Linked DNA regions of Mus musculus: regions 1, 2, 3 and 4 are each linked to region 5. The links are chromatin contacts, called in public HiCAR-type and promoter capture Hi-C maps. All regions are on one chromosome and are shown on one strand. The core of a region is the stretch at or near the end of the contact, and the rest is flanking DNA. Distances in the headings are between cores, read along the strand shown. Region 1 overlaps Chek2 (checkpoint kinase 2). Region 2 holds the start of Ulk1 (unc-51 like kinase 1). Region 3 holds the start of Tmem119 (transmembrane protein 119). Region 4 overlaps Cmklr1 (chemokine-like receptor 1). Region 5 holds the start of Crybb1 (crystallin, beta B1).

The links. Promoter capture Hi-C pulls out the DNA fragments that hold promoters and counts their contacts. HiCAR-type assays count read pairs that join an accessible place to other places.
Region 1: a contact with region 5 is called in a HiCAR-type map of astrocytes, with 4 times the contacts expected there. The contact joins the enhancer-like site here to the promoter of Crybb1 in region 5. A contact is called at or near these places in 5 of 39 promoter capture datasets (the 3T3-L1 cell line, the SN4741 cell line, hippocampal neurons and 2 more), 1 of 115 datasets of contacts at active chromatin or transcription factors (astrocytes) and 2 of 9 other capture datasets (adipose tissue and liver).
Region 2: a contact with region 5 is called in a promoter capture Hi-C map of the SN4741 cell line, with 2.6 times the contacts expected there. The contact joins the promoter of Ulk1 here to the promoter of Crybb1 in region 5. A contact is called at or near these places in 3 of 39 promoter capture datasets (the SN4741 cell line, hippocampal neurons and maxillary cranial neural crest).
Region 3: a contact with region 5 is called in a promoter capture Hi-C map of 3T3-L1-derived adipocytes, with 3 times the contacts expected there. The contact joins the promoter of Tmem119 here to the promoter of Crybb1 in region 5. A contact is called at or near these places in 5 of 39 promoter capture datasets (the 3T3-L1 cell line, 3T3-L1-derived adipocytes, the C10 cell line and 2 more).
Region 4: a contact with region 5 is called in a promoter capture Hi-C map of liver, with 2.2 times the contacts expected there. The contact joins the enhancer-like site here to the promoter of Crybb1 in region 5. A contact is called at or near these places in 2 of 39 promoter capture datasets (the 3T3-L1 cell line and liver).

Annotation. Positions count from the first base shown.
Region 1 is chr5:110,858,129-110,860,941 of GRCm38.p6, forward strand. Chek2 (checkpoint kinase 2) reads left to right here. Exons shown (of 15, transcript NM_016681.4): 7 at 246-299; 8 at 2,735-2,796. Among named protein-coding and RNA genes, the nearest start is that of Chek2, 20 kb to the left of the region's middle. Within about 2 kb of position 1,278, at least 89 of the 459 cell types and tissues checked have an H3K27ac peak or open chromatin away from gene starts, as enhancers often do. A contact at or near this core is called in adipose tissue, astrocytes and liver, where this site is marked.
Region 2 is chr5:110,808,646-110,811,397 of GRCm38.p6, forward strand. It overlaps Ulk1 (unc-51 like kinase 1), which reads right to left and starts at 1,436. Exons shown (of 28, transcript NM_009469.3): 1 at 969-1,436; 2 at 482-574; 3 at 360-401. The coding sequence starts at 1,079.
Region 3 is chr5:113,799,102-113,801,801 of GRCm38.p6, forward strand. It overlaps Tmem119 (transmembrane protein 119), which reads right to left and starts at 1,295. Exons shown (of 2, transcript NM_146162.3): 1 at 1,199-1,295. It overlaps Gm42004 (a long non-coding RNA gene), which reads left to right and starts at 1,465. Exons shown (of 5, transcript XR_878692.2): 1 at 1,465-1,550.
Region 4 is chr5:113,633,164-113,635,863 of GRCm38.p6, forward strand. The region is part of intron 1 of Cmklr1 (chemokine-like receptor 1); the gene reads right to left. Among named protein-coding and RNA genes, the nearest start is that of Gm15736, 9.7 kb to the right of the region's middle. Within about 2 kb of position 1,303, at least 74 of the 459 cell types and tissues checked have an H3K27ac peak or open chromatin away from gene starts, as enhancers often do.
Region 5 is chr5:112,254,532-112,257,231 of GRCm38.p6, forward strand. It overlaps Crybb1 (crystallin, beta B1), which reads left to right and starts at 1,289. Exons shown (of 6, transcript NM_023695.3): 1 at 1,289-1,316. It also overlaps a transcript of Cryba4 not described here.

The DNA of each region.
Region 1 (2,813 bases), core at 28-2,527, 1.4 Mb before region 5:
CTGCTGTGTCTGAGGATAACGACAGTGTACACACAATAAATAAATAAATAAATCTTAAAAAATAAAAATAAAAAATAAAAGATTTAAAATCTGGGTTTCTTAGCTGAAGTCTATTTTACATAAATATGTAGTCTAGCGTCTGCTGTCTGAGCAGAGCCTGGTTTGTAACTCAGCCATTCTAAATGAAGTTTAACTGTATTTTTATTATTACTGTTGTACTCTAATGCTATCCTTGTTTATTTAAGGACACAGCTCCCAGTGTGGAAACTGAAATAGAAATTTTGAAGAAACTAAATCATGTAAGTATCATTGTCACTCGTCGTAACTTGTCTCAAAATATAGGAAGTATACGAAGTGTTGCTATAGGAGGCTAATTTGGGCTCCTTTGTATGTTTGTGAGAAGACACGTGGACCTGGCTCTTATTCACCTCTGACGAGTTTTACTTCAAAGTTTTAAGAATTCAATCCTGTGTAAAAGGCTTCATGACTTCATGATCTATTACTCGGTATTTTTATTGAGATCTTGAGAAAAACCTTATAAAGGTTAGTTATATTTGCAAAAGAAATGAAAGTCTTGTGAAGTTAGTTATATTTGAAATCTGGGTCCTTTTAAATACCTTTTCTTTGGAGTAAGTGGTATCTGACAGATAAGAAGCCCATTGTTGCATCTGATTCGTAGGCGTGGGGAGCCTTGTTGGAGATAAGTGGTCCTCACCTACTTTGTAAGGAAGACTCGATATCTGTGGCAGTCACAGGGCTGTAGCACAAGGGTCTGACACCGGCTTCTCTTTCCTGGTTCTCTCAGTCTCTTCATTAGTTTATGAGAACCCATAATGCACGCTTAGTAGGTGCTGGAGTTACTTCTTGCCAGAGTAACTAAGAATCCTCTTCTCTTTTAGCCTCCAGTTAGAAGATTTTCTTTTCTCTCTTCCACCTCCTCACTTTCCTCTAAGAGCTAGAAAGTTTATTTATTCTAGATTTCTGTGTTTGATACAATGTCTCCACAGCCTGTTTACAGCTCGGTGGACCCTCTCGCTAACTCTCCGCACTCCAGCGGCCATCCTTCCTGCTTGCCTGTTCCCGACCTCACACGTAGCAGCTTCTTCTCTTCCCCCTCCTTTCCTTCCCTCTCTCTTTGCTTCCGTTTCCCTTCTGCCTTTTCACCCCCTCCTCAATCCCCCTTCTTCCTTTTCTTTCTTTTTTGTTGTTAGGAGACAGCCCCTGTCTTGTTACCCTGGCAAGTCTGGGAATACTGGACTCACGTGACCCTTCTGTCTCCGCCTCTTGAGTGGAGTTTGTTTTTCTTCTTTTCGACAGGAACTGGCTGAATTGGCCAGGCTAGGCCCCGATTCCTGGCTCAAGCAATCTTCCTGCTGCAGCCCGCTATGGCCAGTTTTTTTTTGTTTTTTGTTCTTTACAAAAACCACATTACTGTTGGCAGAATGACTCGGAGGGTGAAGGAGCTTGCTGAGAAGCCTGGCCATCTGAGTTTGATTGCTAAGACTCACATGGAAGAAGGAGAGATCCAGTTCCCACAAGTTCTTTGACCTCCACACATACTCCATGGCATGCACAGATACAGGCAGGCAGGCAGGTAGACAGACAGACAGACATAATTAGACAAAGAACACCGCATACATTGCACTTACGTACCATCCCCCTAAATGTTTTATTGGTCATTTCGAGCCTTATTAAGGTGGAAGTCTCTCACCAGCACTCGGCAGTGTTTCCAAGTCCATGCCGGGAAGCTGTGGGTGCTCGCTGATGCAGGAAGATGGATGTACAAAGCGAAAGTTACAGGGACCCATGAAGAACACGGCAATGGAGTCTCACCTCTTACAATCTCAAACCTGAAAGAATTATAGGTTCTTTCTTTGAGTCTCCTGTGATCAGTCCTCCATGCTGGCTTCTGTATTCCTGCTAGATTCTCTGAGGTCTGTTTCTTACCTGCCACTGAGCTTGGCTGTCAGCTTTAAACACAAGTATGCTAAGTAGAAAATCGTAATGCTAAGTCTAGAGAATCTAACCCTGTTTTAACCTACCCACAGCACTGGGTGCCCTGCACAGATAGTAAACATATCATCCATGCTTCAAAGTCTTATACTGTGAGAGGATCTTATCATACAGGTTCCATTCTCCATGGCCCTAGTGCTGGAGCCGCAGGAATCAGGTATCTGGAAGTATAATTAGGCTTCCTTCCTCGCCTTCTTTGTTATTGAGACAGGGTCTCTTGTTGCCCAGGCTAGCCTTGAACTTGCTTTATAGCTGAGGCTGGCCTTGAATTCTTGCTTTTCCTTCCTTGCCTTCCCAAGTGCTGGAATTACAAAACAGCTTTTTGGGTCTCTCATCTTGTGTCCTGTTGAGAAAAAGGGCTTTGCTCCTATGCTGGGATTGAACTTCAGATTGCAGGTCTGCTGAGAAAATATCCCACCTGCCACCCGCCACCCGCCACCCGAGCACCCAGCTCCTGCTGCTTTTCCTCTTGTCAGGTTCCTGTTTTGACAAATGAGGAGGAAGTCTGGGAAAACCTGCTGTCATGCCTAGGCGGGGCTCCTATGCAGACACGAATTATTCCTTACTGACTCTGTATGATGGTGTGTTTCTTGTGTGAGTTCTCTGTGAGGAGTCAGCCACCTTCCATTCTGCCAGTCTCCTGTGCTTGACTCAACAGCATCCCCAGACAATAGGTTTCCTGTCTGGAGTTTTCTCACTTCTCCTTTCTTCTCTCCCATAGCCATGCATCATCAAGATTAAAGATGTTTTTGATGCGGAAGATTATTACATTGTTCTGGAACTGTAAGTAGTAACGTTTA
Region 2 (2,752 bases), core at 186-2,685, 1.4 Mb before region 5:
TGAACCCAAACAATGTAAACCAGGCAATCGCCAGAGATTCAACATTAGTGTTGATGGCCGCCTTCCTTCCCATGCAGGCAACATATAAGCTAGAGAGGTCCCCAGAACCTAGGAAAAGCCAGGAAAAACTTGGACCAGAGATGAGGTCTCCCTGGCCCTAAGTGGCCTCACAGTAGGACAAGCGTGAGACAAGGCATTCAGAACCCAGCTCCTTTCACCTAAACCAAATACTAATCTAAAGCCATCATCTGCCCTCAGGGGGGCTCCAGCCCCAGGCAACCTAGGTCCTGAAGCAACAGTGGATGGGACAAGGGCAAGAATAGATTTACCCCTCCCCCAAGCCCAACGCTGAGCCTTACCTGGAAGTCATACAGCGCCACGATGTTTTCGTGCTTTAGTTCCTAGGACACAAATCCAAGTTTCTCATGAGCAAGAAAAGAGCTGACCCACCCTCTCCCCCTCCCCCGAGGCGCTGGCTCACCTTCAGGATTTTGATTTCCTTTCCCAGCAGTGTTTGGGACTTGGCAAGGTTCTTCTTGTTAATGCATTTGACGGCCACCTCCAGGTCGTGCTTCTGAAAAGCCAAACGTGAACCTTCAGGGTTGAAAACAACCCCCCCTCCTGCTCCCCACCAAGCAGGGAACACAGAGATGGCTTAGGGTGGCTGTCCCAAGGGTCTTGGAATGGGAGGCTGCCAGAGGCAGACAGATAGTGAGTGTCTGTCAGCCGGCCTGGAATTTAAGTCCCAGGATGGAGTCCCAGGTTAGGTTCTCAGAACTGGTCTGACTTCGGGGCTAGGTAGGGAATCCTGTGCTGGCTGGCGTCTCCAGTTTTCTGGAGCTAGAGTAGCAGGTGGGTTTCCCGGGCTGGGGGGTCCTTAATTGGGTCCCTCTACGGATTACCGGAGGTAAGGTGTCCCTTGGGCTGGGAGTCCGGGATTGCGAGGCCTCCGCGGGAGCCTCACCCACCTCGCGGTGTCGACCCTTGAAGACCACCGCGAAGGCGCCGTGTCCAATCAGGTCCTTGCGAGAGAACTCGAACTTGCCCACGGTCTCGACGCCGCCGCGGCCCGGCTCCATAGCGCGCGCGGGCCGGGGGCGCGAGCCCGGGCTCGGGCCCCGGGGCGGCGCTACGGGGTGCGCTGGGCTCAGGCGGAGGCCGGCGGGCCGCGTACGCGGGGACGGAGGCGCGGGCTCATCGCCAGGGCCCCGTGCCCCATCGGGCAGGCCTGAGCCGGGTCCCAGTCCCACAGGCCGGCGGACGGAGGGGCGCGCTCCCTCGGCGTCCTCCTCGGTACCCTCCCGGCGCTGACAGTCGGGACCCGGTCCGACTCGGGACTCAGCTCTGACACACTCCAGCTCCAAGTCCGGGCCTGACTGACGATGCGGCTCGGAGCCCCGCAGGGAAACAAAAGATCCGCGGCACCCGGGCCTCGGAGCCCGAGGTGCCGGCGCAGCCGCACTGCGTGGAGGCGGGACGATGGGCGGGGCCTGCGGAGCTCAAGACCTCTTAGGCGGCGGAGCTGGCAATGGGCGGGTCCGAAATGAAGGACACCTCGTGGGTGGTAAGGCGGGGCGGGGCTTAGTTTGGGTGGTGCCTCGATGGGCCCAGCCCTATACTGGGCGGGACTTGAGAGAGGAGGCAGGATATGGGCGGGGCCGGAGCAGACTGGGCATGTCAATGTCAGAACTATCTCTGGTTGTGGCTCCTCGCTCTGCCCTAGGCATTTTTTTATTTACTTATTTTATTCATATGTATATGTGTGTGCCTACAGGAGTTTATATGCACCGTGTATGTGTATATAAACACGTGAAACATTCATATTAAACATGTATGTGTCGGGTCCTGGAATTGGAGTTTCAGGCAGTAATGAGCTGCCATGTGGAAACTGGTAACCAAACCAGGAGAGCAGTAGATGCTCTTAATAGCTGAGCCATCTCTCCAGCTCTGCCCTACGTACTTCCTACCACTTGTTTTGTTTTGTTTTGTTTTGTTTGTGCTTTCTTTTGGAGAAGTCGAGATAGGATTTCTTTGTGTATCCCTGCCTGTCCTGGAACTCACTCAGTAGAACTGGCTGGCTTCAGACTCAGAGATCTGCCTGCCTCTGCCTCCTGAGAACTGGGGATTGAAAGTTTTTTAACTGAGTCTTCTCACATTGTAGGCCCGACTGGTCTCGAACTTGCTTTGTCTCTTTGTAGATCGTGCTGACCTCAAACTCACAGATATCCCTCAGCCTCTTCCTCCTGAGTATTGGAATTAAAGGCAGGTGCCACCACATCCATTTTCTCTCTTTTATTACATTTGCTTATTCTGTATGTGGGGACGGAGACTTGAGAACATGGTCATGTGAAGGTCAGAGGAAAATGTAAAAGATGTTTCTGTCTACTTTGTGACTCTTAACATTAAATTCAGGTTGTCAAACTTGGCAACAAGGTCTTTTATCCTTGGAGCCATCTCACCGAAGGCATCAGTTTTCCTTCATTTATTATTTTACTTAACTTTTGTTGTTAGAGGGGAAGTTTGAGGCAGGGTTTCCTGTAGTCCAGGCTATCCCAGAGCTCATCACATAGAATAGCCGTGAGCTGCTGATTCTCCTGCAAATGCTGGGATTATTTATAGCATGGGCATTTGGTTTGCCTCAGGTGTTTTTCTTGCCTGTCTGGTCACATGGGAACTGCATGGGCATGTTGGAGCACTTGATGTATACAAACATTGTCATTTGGGGAGGGGTATATTGCCATGTTGACCCAAT
Region 3 (2,700 bases), core at 45-2,544, 1.5 Mb after region 5:
ACCTCTCTGTGGCACTTGCAATCAGCCAAAGGGGTGCAGAAGAAGAAGCAGAAACCATTCCTGTCTCTGAAGAACAAGACCCCCTACTCTCAGAACTTCACCCCCCCCCCCAGTCTCTCCTTGCTCCCAGAGAAAGGTAGCAGGTGACTAAACAAGAGGACTCAGGTCTGCATGGAGATGGTCATGGGACCCTTAAATTCTCCAAGCCTCAGTTTCCCCTCTGGGGAACAGAAGAACTGACCTGAACAGGTCTGAAATGATTGCTGATGTGCCAGACGTCCTTTGCCTGCCTGCTCCTATACAAGCACTCAGGATTCGCACCAGAGGGAACTCAGTCAGACTGTAAACAGCCTGCCCAACAGAGAGAGCCCCTGATGGAGAGGTGGCTCAGAACAGCTCGACTATACCCTCCCAAAGGGTTGGGCATGTCAACCCTTTGAGCTCCAGTTTCCACATCTGCGCAATGGGGACAGGTCACAGCAGTGCCTAGCATGTAATAAATGTTAGCAAGTGGATGCACTTGTCCAGTATGCTCTCCCTGCTAGACCCTCTGTCTTAAGAGCTTCTGTTTTAAATTGAGATGTCCATGAATATGCAGATGAGGCGAATCCACCCCGAAGGAAGGACTGGGTACCCAAGGACCTGAGACAGCTAACCCAGAGCCTCTGTTCTACCAGCCCTCACTCAGAAACGGATGGCCAGTGATGGAGAGGCAGGCCACAGAAACCTGGCTTCAATTAGGAGACTGGGGGGGGGGGGGCTGTGGCTGAAACATTGTATGCCTAGCCTATTCCCTCAGGGCCTGCCTGCAAGGACAGGGTCCTGGTCCCTCAAGAAGAGGCTTGGAAGGAGCCTGAGGTCTCAGAGTCTACACATAAGCTCACACACACACACACACACACACACACACACACACAAGTATTCCAAGTGGTGCATCAGACATCCCAAACACAGCCTACCGCAACACACGGGACAATACAAGTTTACACCAGCAGCACACTGGCCCTGGAAACGTCGCCCTGGCACCCTCTCTACATCCCAACTACACGCGTGCCGCCTTCATCCATGCTCACACATCTAATCACATATCTAATCACATGGGTGCTCACGGCCTCAAACACACACACAGATTGCACGCACACTTAGGGATTCTGCGGAGTTCTCCAAGAGTCCCCAGCAGCAGGAGGCAGAGACTTACCAGCTCTGGGTGAAGGACCGGGTGCAGCTGCCAGGTAGGCAAGCCAGGCCCGCTAGACGGTCTGACTGTCTGCCTGCCGTCTGCCGCCAGCTGCTCTGGCTGGTGCCTGCCCGCCTCGGCCTCCAGGCCCTCCCCTTTCCTCCTCCCTGCTGGGCTGGAGGGCCAGCTTGATTTCATTAAGAGGGCTTGGGGTGGGGACAGTGTGGGGCGGGACTATGCCGGGCCACCCACAGTCCCACCCTCTTCACACTCCAAGCTTGCTTCTTCTTGACCTCAGGTCCCCTGGGCAGGCTCAGACAGACTGACAGACAGAGGGGCTTCCAGGAGAACGTTCCCAGAACTCTGAGCTGAGGTCCGTCCCATCCCCCACACTCCCTGAAGGATGAGGTCAGGAAGATCTGGGGCCCCTGGAAGTGGGAAGGAAAAAATCTCCGTGGCGTGGCCCAATCCAGCTGTGACTCAGGATTTCCAAGCTTAGGGTGCAGAGTGGGAGTGGGGGTGTCTCAGGGAAACCTGGGGATGCTGAGATCAGGCACTGCCCGGGCCCTTCCTCCCCTGGCCTCAGTTTCTCCATTCTTAGGGGGTCAGGGTACTCCCTGAGGTACTGACATCCTGAACTCTGAGACCTCACTAAGCCCTAGTAGGGCAGTTTGAGCAGAAGCTATGAGCCCATTCCACAGAAGTGGAGAGGGGGTGGGGAGTTCAAATACCCTGAAGCACCATAGGTAACTGATCCATGGGACCTGGCACTCACTCATTCATTCATCCACTCACTCATTCATCCAGTCATTCACTCACTCATTCATTCATTCACTCACTCATCCACTCATTCATTCATTCACTCATCCACTCACTCATCTACTCACTCATTCATCCACTCACTCATTCACTCACTCATTCATTCATTCACTCACTCATCCTCTCATTCATTCACTCACTCATTCATTCATTCACTCACTCGTCCTCTTATTTATTCACTCACTCACTCATCCACTCATTCATTCATTCACTCACTCATCCACTCACTCATTCATTCACTCACTCATCCACTCACTCACTCATCCACTCATTCATTCATTTACTCATCCACTCACTCATCTACTCACTCACTCATCCACTCATTCATTCACTCACTCATTCACTCATTCATTCATTCACTCACTCATCCTCTCATTCATTCACTCACTCATTCATTCATTCACTCACTCATCCTCTCATTCATTCACTCACTCACTCATCCACTCACTCGTCCTCTCATTCATTCACTCACTCATTCACTCACTCACTCATTCATTCATTCACTCACTCATCCACTCACTCATTAATTCACTCACTCATCCACTCACTCACTCATCCACTCATTCATTCATTCACTCACTCATTCACTTGTTTGTTTCAGTAAATGGCTGACACACCCTGACACTGAAGATCAGACAGAGCTGAGCAGGACCCAGCCAGTCAAGACACAGACACAGACCTGCCTCTAGGAACTCACAGGCTTC
Region 4 (2,700 bases), core at 53-2,552, 1.4 Mb after region 5:
CCAGGCTCTGGGGAGGAGGGGTGGGGTCAGTCTGCCCCGCCACTGTCCACTCCATCGACACTGCTACCTCTTCCAAGGCAAAGCCCACACTTTGACCTGGGAGGGGTCTGGCCAAGGAAGTGGCCCCTTTGCCCTGCCTTGCCGCCAAACAGGGGACAAGATGCTGGCTGAGGACCAAAGAAAAGTCAGGTCATTGTCAGAGAGCTTTGGGGTGAAAGCCTGCCAACTCATGTTGGGGAAGAAGGGGGTCACCAGGCTCAGTGTCGAGAGCTTTAGCCTCATTTAATGGCAGTAAATCTGACCCAGGGCTGGTGGGTGCTGTTCGGCTGTCAGAGTGCTTGCCAGCTATGCACGAATCTCGGGATCCTATCTGCAACACCTCATAAACTAAACTTGGAAGTCTAAGCCTGTAATCTGTAATACCCTTGCCTTCTGGGGAAGGATCATGTTTCAAAAGAGAGTACATACACACAGAGAAAGAGAGAAAGAGAGAAAGAGAGAGAGACAGAGAGAGAAAGAGAGAGACAGAGAGAGAGAGCTCAAAACCTTATCTAGCTGTAACCTGACTTTCAGTTACTGTCATTCTGTGTCATAGGACCCCAGGCCCACATCTGCAGATTGGGTGTACTTAGGACCTCATGAACCTCACACACACAGAGCATTACATCGCCTGTCCCTTGCAAGAACTGAAGGTTATCTTAGGGCACAGGATTCAGTGTGTGAACGAGGAATGTCCCTGCAGGTCACCCCACCTTTGTAACAGGTCAGTGCAACACACACGTCCGTTGGCCTGTAGTTTGCAGAGAGGTACTTCAGGCTGGGTGAACAGTCCCCAGTCAGCAGAACTTCTAGTAAGACTCCTGTGTCACGGGGAGTTCTTCTCCATTTACTAACTGAACTTGAGTGGCCTGGTTCAGGCCCCTGGAGCCACCAGGAATGCACGGTCACCTCCCTGCCCCTGTAGTGCCCGCTTCCCCCTTTGACCTCAGCCGGTGCTTTCTCAGCATCCTTCCTAACTCCCAGCCAGCTGCCCCACCCTGAGCCTTCAGGATGCGGGGTGAGTTGCCCGGTGGGTGTGATGGGTTTATCCATTCATCTGTTTGCTTGAGCACTGCTTTGGTCCAGAAGCAGCTGGGAGGTCAAAGGAAAAGTTTGTATCGGAGGAACATAAATTACAAGTAAGAGTGAAAGGAGGAAGGGACCTGGAAGGAACAGACCTCGAGCCAAGGGCTGGCTGAGAAGGAAACAGACCAGACCAGACGATGCCGGAACTGCTCCCAGGCTCCTGGCAGGCGAGGAGGTGCCAGCTTCCAGGTCACATGATCCTGGCTCTGAACAGTCCAAACCACAGTGAGGCGGATTCCTGCTGGGCTACAGAGACAGGGTCCCTGGGGACCTAGCCACACCCAGCCTGGGGTATCTCAGGAGAGACTGGCCATGCGGAGTTGGTAACAGGGTTCCAAACAGCAGCTCAGCCAAGCATGTCCTCTGGGTGTACCAGGGAGGGTTAGCTGTTCAGTCCGGCGGGGGGAGGGGGATATATGTGGCTGAAAACCAAAAGAAATATCTAAACTATTCCCAAGGGACACTACTGAGTCCCTGCTCCGGTGTGGAACAGGCCTGGACCAACCCTGTGATCCCTACACTCCTTGTTTATTGATAAGGTTTACCATACAAACTCAACAAGGCTTGGGGCTCCATGTAGCATCCCTGCTTGCCACAGATAGTCCCGAGTTACACCTGTTATCCCTGTGCCCACACTGTATCCATCCTTCCTTCCCACAGTGCCCAGGTTGGGTCTCTAGCCTCAGTCTCCAGCCAAGTTCTCGTCCTGATGTTCCAGTGATAATCGAGGAACCTGGCCTTGCTGTGATCCACACTTGAAAGATAAGGAAACTAAGTCTCAGACAGCTGCTCACCGAGGCAGACACACACTGGTCAGGAGATGCCCGGGACCCTCATGGATGCTCTGTACAGAAATAACTCCCACTTGCCTGTATGTTCTAATTGTAATGACCTGACCATGGATCACAGGAGAGCAGATGACCTCTCTGACTCTTGTGACCAGGCTTGCAGGTGCCACCAAATCCCCACCCTTCCGAATCATAGCCACTTCTGGCTCTCATCTGTCTCAAGTGGGGTGAACTTCCTCTAGAAAGGTCACAAACTCTACACAGCCAGCTGAGATGTGGACAGGCCCAGTGCAACAGTAAAACACGGCCCCTCATCTCTAAAGCATCATGGTTCTCAGGACAGATGTTTGCAGAGCCAAAAGTGTACCCCCCCACACACACACACCTGGGCCAGGTGCCTGCACTGACCACTGTTCTCAAGGTTGGCCCACCCTTGGCTCCAGTCCTCTGTGTTTCAGACTGCCCTGTGGGGCCTGGTGGACCTGGAGACCATAGTCAGGAGGAGGCACCAGGGAGCTAAAACAGGTCTGGGGAAAGGGGTGGACAGGCAACACCATGGTAGGGACAGAAAGGTGGAGGGGCAGAAGAAGTAATGGAGAAAACTCAGAGGAAAGAAGAGAGATGGTAGAGGGAGAGGGACTAAGGGATAGGCTATAAGATCAGAGAAAAGAGTCAAGACTTAGAGACCTGGCAGGAGCAGCCTGAGCTCTGCTCTAGGGGGTTTGAGTCCCTGGCAATGGAGAAGCCCCTGTGCTGAGCAGAGGAGGAGCCCCTGGAAGCTTATCTA
Region 5 (2,700 bases), core at 39-2,538:
GGGCCATCACTGGTCCTAGGCCAGGGTGACCACAAAGTAGAGATAGGCCCCACAGGGGGTCCTGGGTTCCCCAGAGAAGGGTTTCTCAGATGGCTGCACTCCTACTGGGGTTGGCGACACAGAATGCAGGTGGCCTGGCCTGGCCAGATTCCAGCTCCACTCCACTTGGGGTTCACACTGTGGAACAAGGTTGAAGCTTCCTGTTCTGTGTGGGTTTCAGTTTCTCTGGGGAAATGGTGGGTCATCTGGCGTTCACTTGTCCACTAAGATGCTTGGCGGTCCTGGCTGTTCTGTTTTCTCCTTTGCCCTGGGCTCTCTCCTCCCTGTCCGTTTATCGACTCCTCCCTTCATCTTCTGAAAAACCTTTCTCTCTATCACCCCCTCCCTTTGCATCTCAGATGTCCCTACCCTCTCCAGTAGACTATCAGGAACCTGCCAGGGTCCAGGTCCTGGGTGAAATGCTGGCCCTTGGCCCGGTCAGGTACAGTGGGATGTGAGGCTGCCCAGAGTCTCCGTGTTCCTGACCCTGGGCAGCATCCCCTGCTGTCAGACAGTGGGAGCTGATGGGCAGTTAAGAAGGACCCAAGCCTTGAATGCTAAGCCCTTGAGCCTGAGACCCAGCCCTACCCCACCACCCTAGAACAGGGAATTCAGGCAAGCCTCAGTCAGGGCCAAGGCTGGATAGCCAGAGCCTTCCTGCTTGCCATGGTCAGTACTGGCCTCTGCACCCAGCCTTCCTCATCCAAGAAATGGGTGCAGCAAGGATCTGGATAGGGCAGGTGTGCTGCAAAGCCCCAGAGGCTGCAAACACACAGAAGCACTCAGGACCGGGCCTGTGGACTGAAAACCCGTTTCTTGCCCTTATAAAACATGTTCAATGTTGTCTTCAGTTCTGGGCAGCATCCACAGGGAGAATTGTCAACTGTACCTGTAAACTGAGACCCCCTAGAGGTAGAGAAGCCATACGGTGGGTGAAGCAGCCTGACTGAGGCCGGTTTCTATCCCAGGTCACCTCCTCCCCCATCCCCCTTCCCTAGTCTAGGCTGGCAGCCAGCAAGGCCCTGGGCCTGTCTCCAGCCAGGGAAATAGAGAGAGCAGTCAGAGCAGGGTTAGGGCCAGGGTTTCTCTGTGTTCCAGGCCAACAATAGAAAATGCTAGCCTGGGCAGTAATGGGGCAGAGCCGGCCATGGGCCCCATCCAGGTTTGCTGACCCAGCTGCCTCTTTGTGCTACACTATAGACCCTGATGTCTGCCAGGCTATAAAATGGGGGGTTGGCCCTGAGGCACTCACAGCACCCGCCTGTCCACCAATACAGGTAAGAGGGGACTGCCACACCACCAGAGAACTGAGAGGAGGACAGAAACAGAGGTGGGGCAGCTGACGAAGACAGAGCCAGGCTGAAAGCCAAACCCAGAAAGGTTGCTGGTGCATACTTGTCTAGTTAGCACTCTGGAGACTGGGGCAGGAAGATTGCTGAGAGTTGGAGGCTAGCCTGGGCTACAGGGAGGTAGAGAGGAAAGCAATGGTCCTCACCAAGAGAGGGAGGGAGACGGACACATGGCTGGGAAAGGAGCACAGCCTCTGGGAAGAGTTTCCCAGAATAGAGACAGGTTGAGGGTGGCTGAAACCCCCAGATGTGGTCCAGATGTGTGGGTAGCCGAGCATCCAGTCTTCCTGAGGAAGCCTGGGAGGAGTGTGCTCATCCCAGCTAGAGAGAGGATGTTGGGAACCCACCTGGACCCAGGGAACTTGCTCTGGGCCCCAAGAGTTCCAGTAGCTTGTAAATTATCAGCACAGTCTTGGTGGATTTCCTCCAGGAGACAGTGCAGTCAGGCATGACCCATACCCAGAAGTCTGTGCTCCTTGAGGTAGCATTGGAGCTGACCAGAGTCCTCTCCACCCAACGCCCACAGGCACAGCTCCGGCGTGGAGCAATGGAAACACCCTACTCCCTCTCCTTGTGCCTTCCAACCCCGAGTGCCAGGCTGCTATTTTGCACACCCACATCTGCCCTCGGAGGACGCCAGGGGCGGAGGGCTGGGAGAGGTTCAGGACACGCACACACTGGCATTCGCTCTCTGAACAGATGTTGCCTGAGAAGCTCCTGTGCACCTGGCATGGAGACAAGTGCTAAGGAGGCAGACAGGCGAGCTTACAAGGCTACATCTAGTAACCCAGGTGCCTGTCCATCTGCTGCCTCAGATGGGAGCTGACTGCTGTGTGGGGCTGCAGGGCACCTTCCCTCCAGCTAGACTCTAGAGGGATATCCCAATCCCAGCTAGTCCCACCATTAAGGTCAAGATGTGAGGCGTTCAGTACTGTGCCCAATGGTGCCGAGGGGGAACCATCACTGGTGAGCAAAGCCATGCTATACACACATGTGGTGGTGAACTAACCAAGCACGAGAGCACAGGAAGGGAGGAACAGGGTGTGAGGCTAGAGGGCAGGAGGCAGTGCAGGGAAGGGACAGCATCCAGGAAGAGACTGGCTGTCCTAGAGCAGGGTGGAACCCAGAGCTTCAGCCCTGTCTCCCAGGAAGAGCTGATGGCTGTGGGGGAGTCCATAGACATGGCTGAGAAGCACATGGGTAGGGGGCAGCTTGGAAGCAACACCCCAAAATCACTCACCCCAAGGACTATTTTTCTTTTTCTTTTTTTTTTTTGCGGGGAGGTGGTCAAGGGTTCAAGACAGGGTTTCTC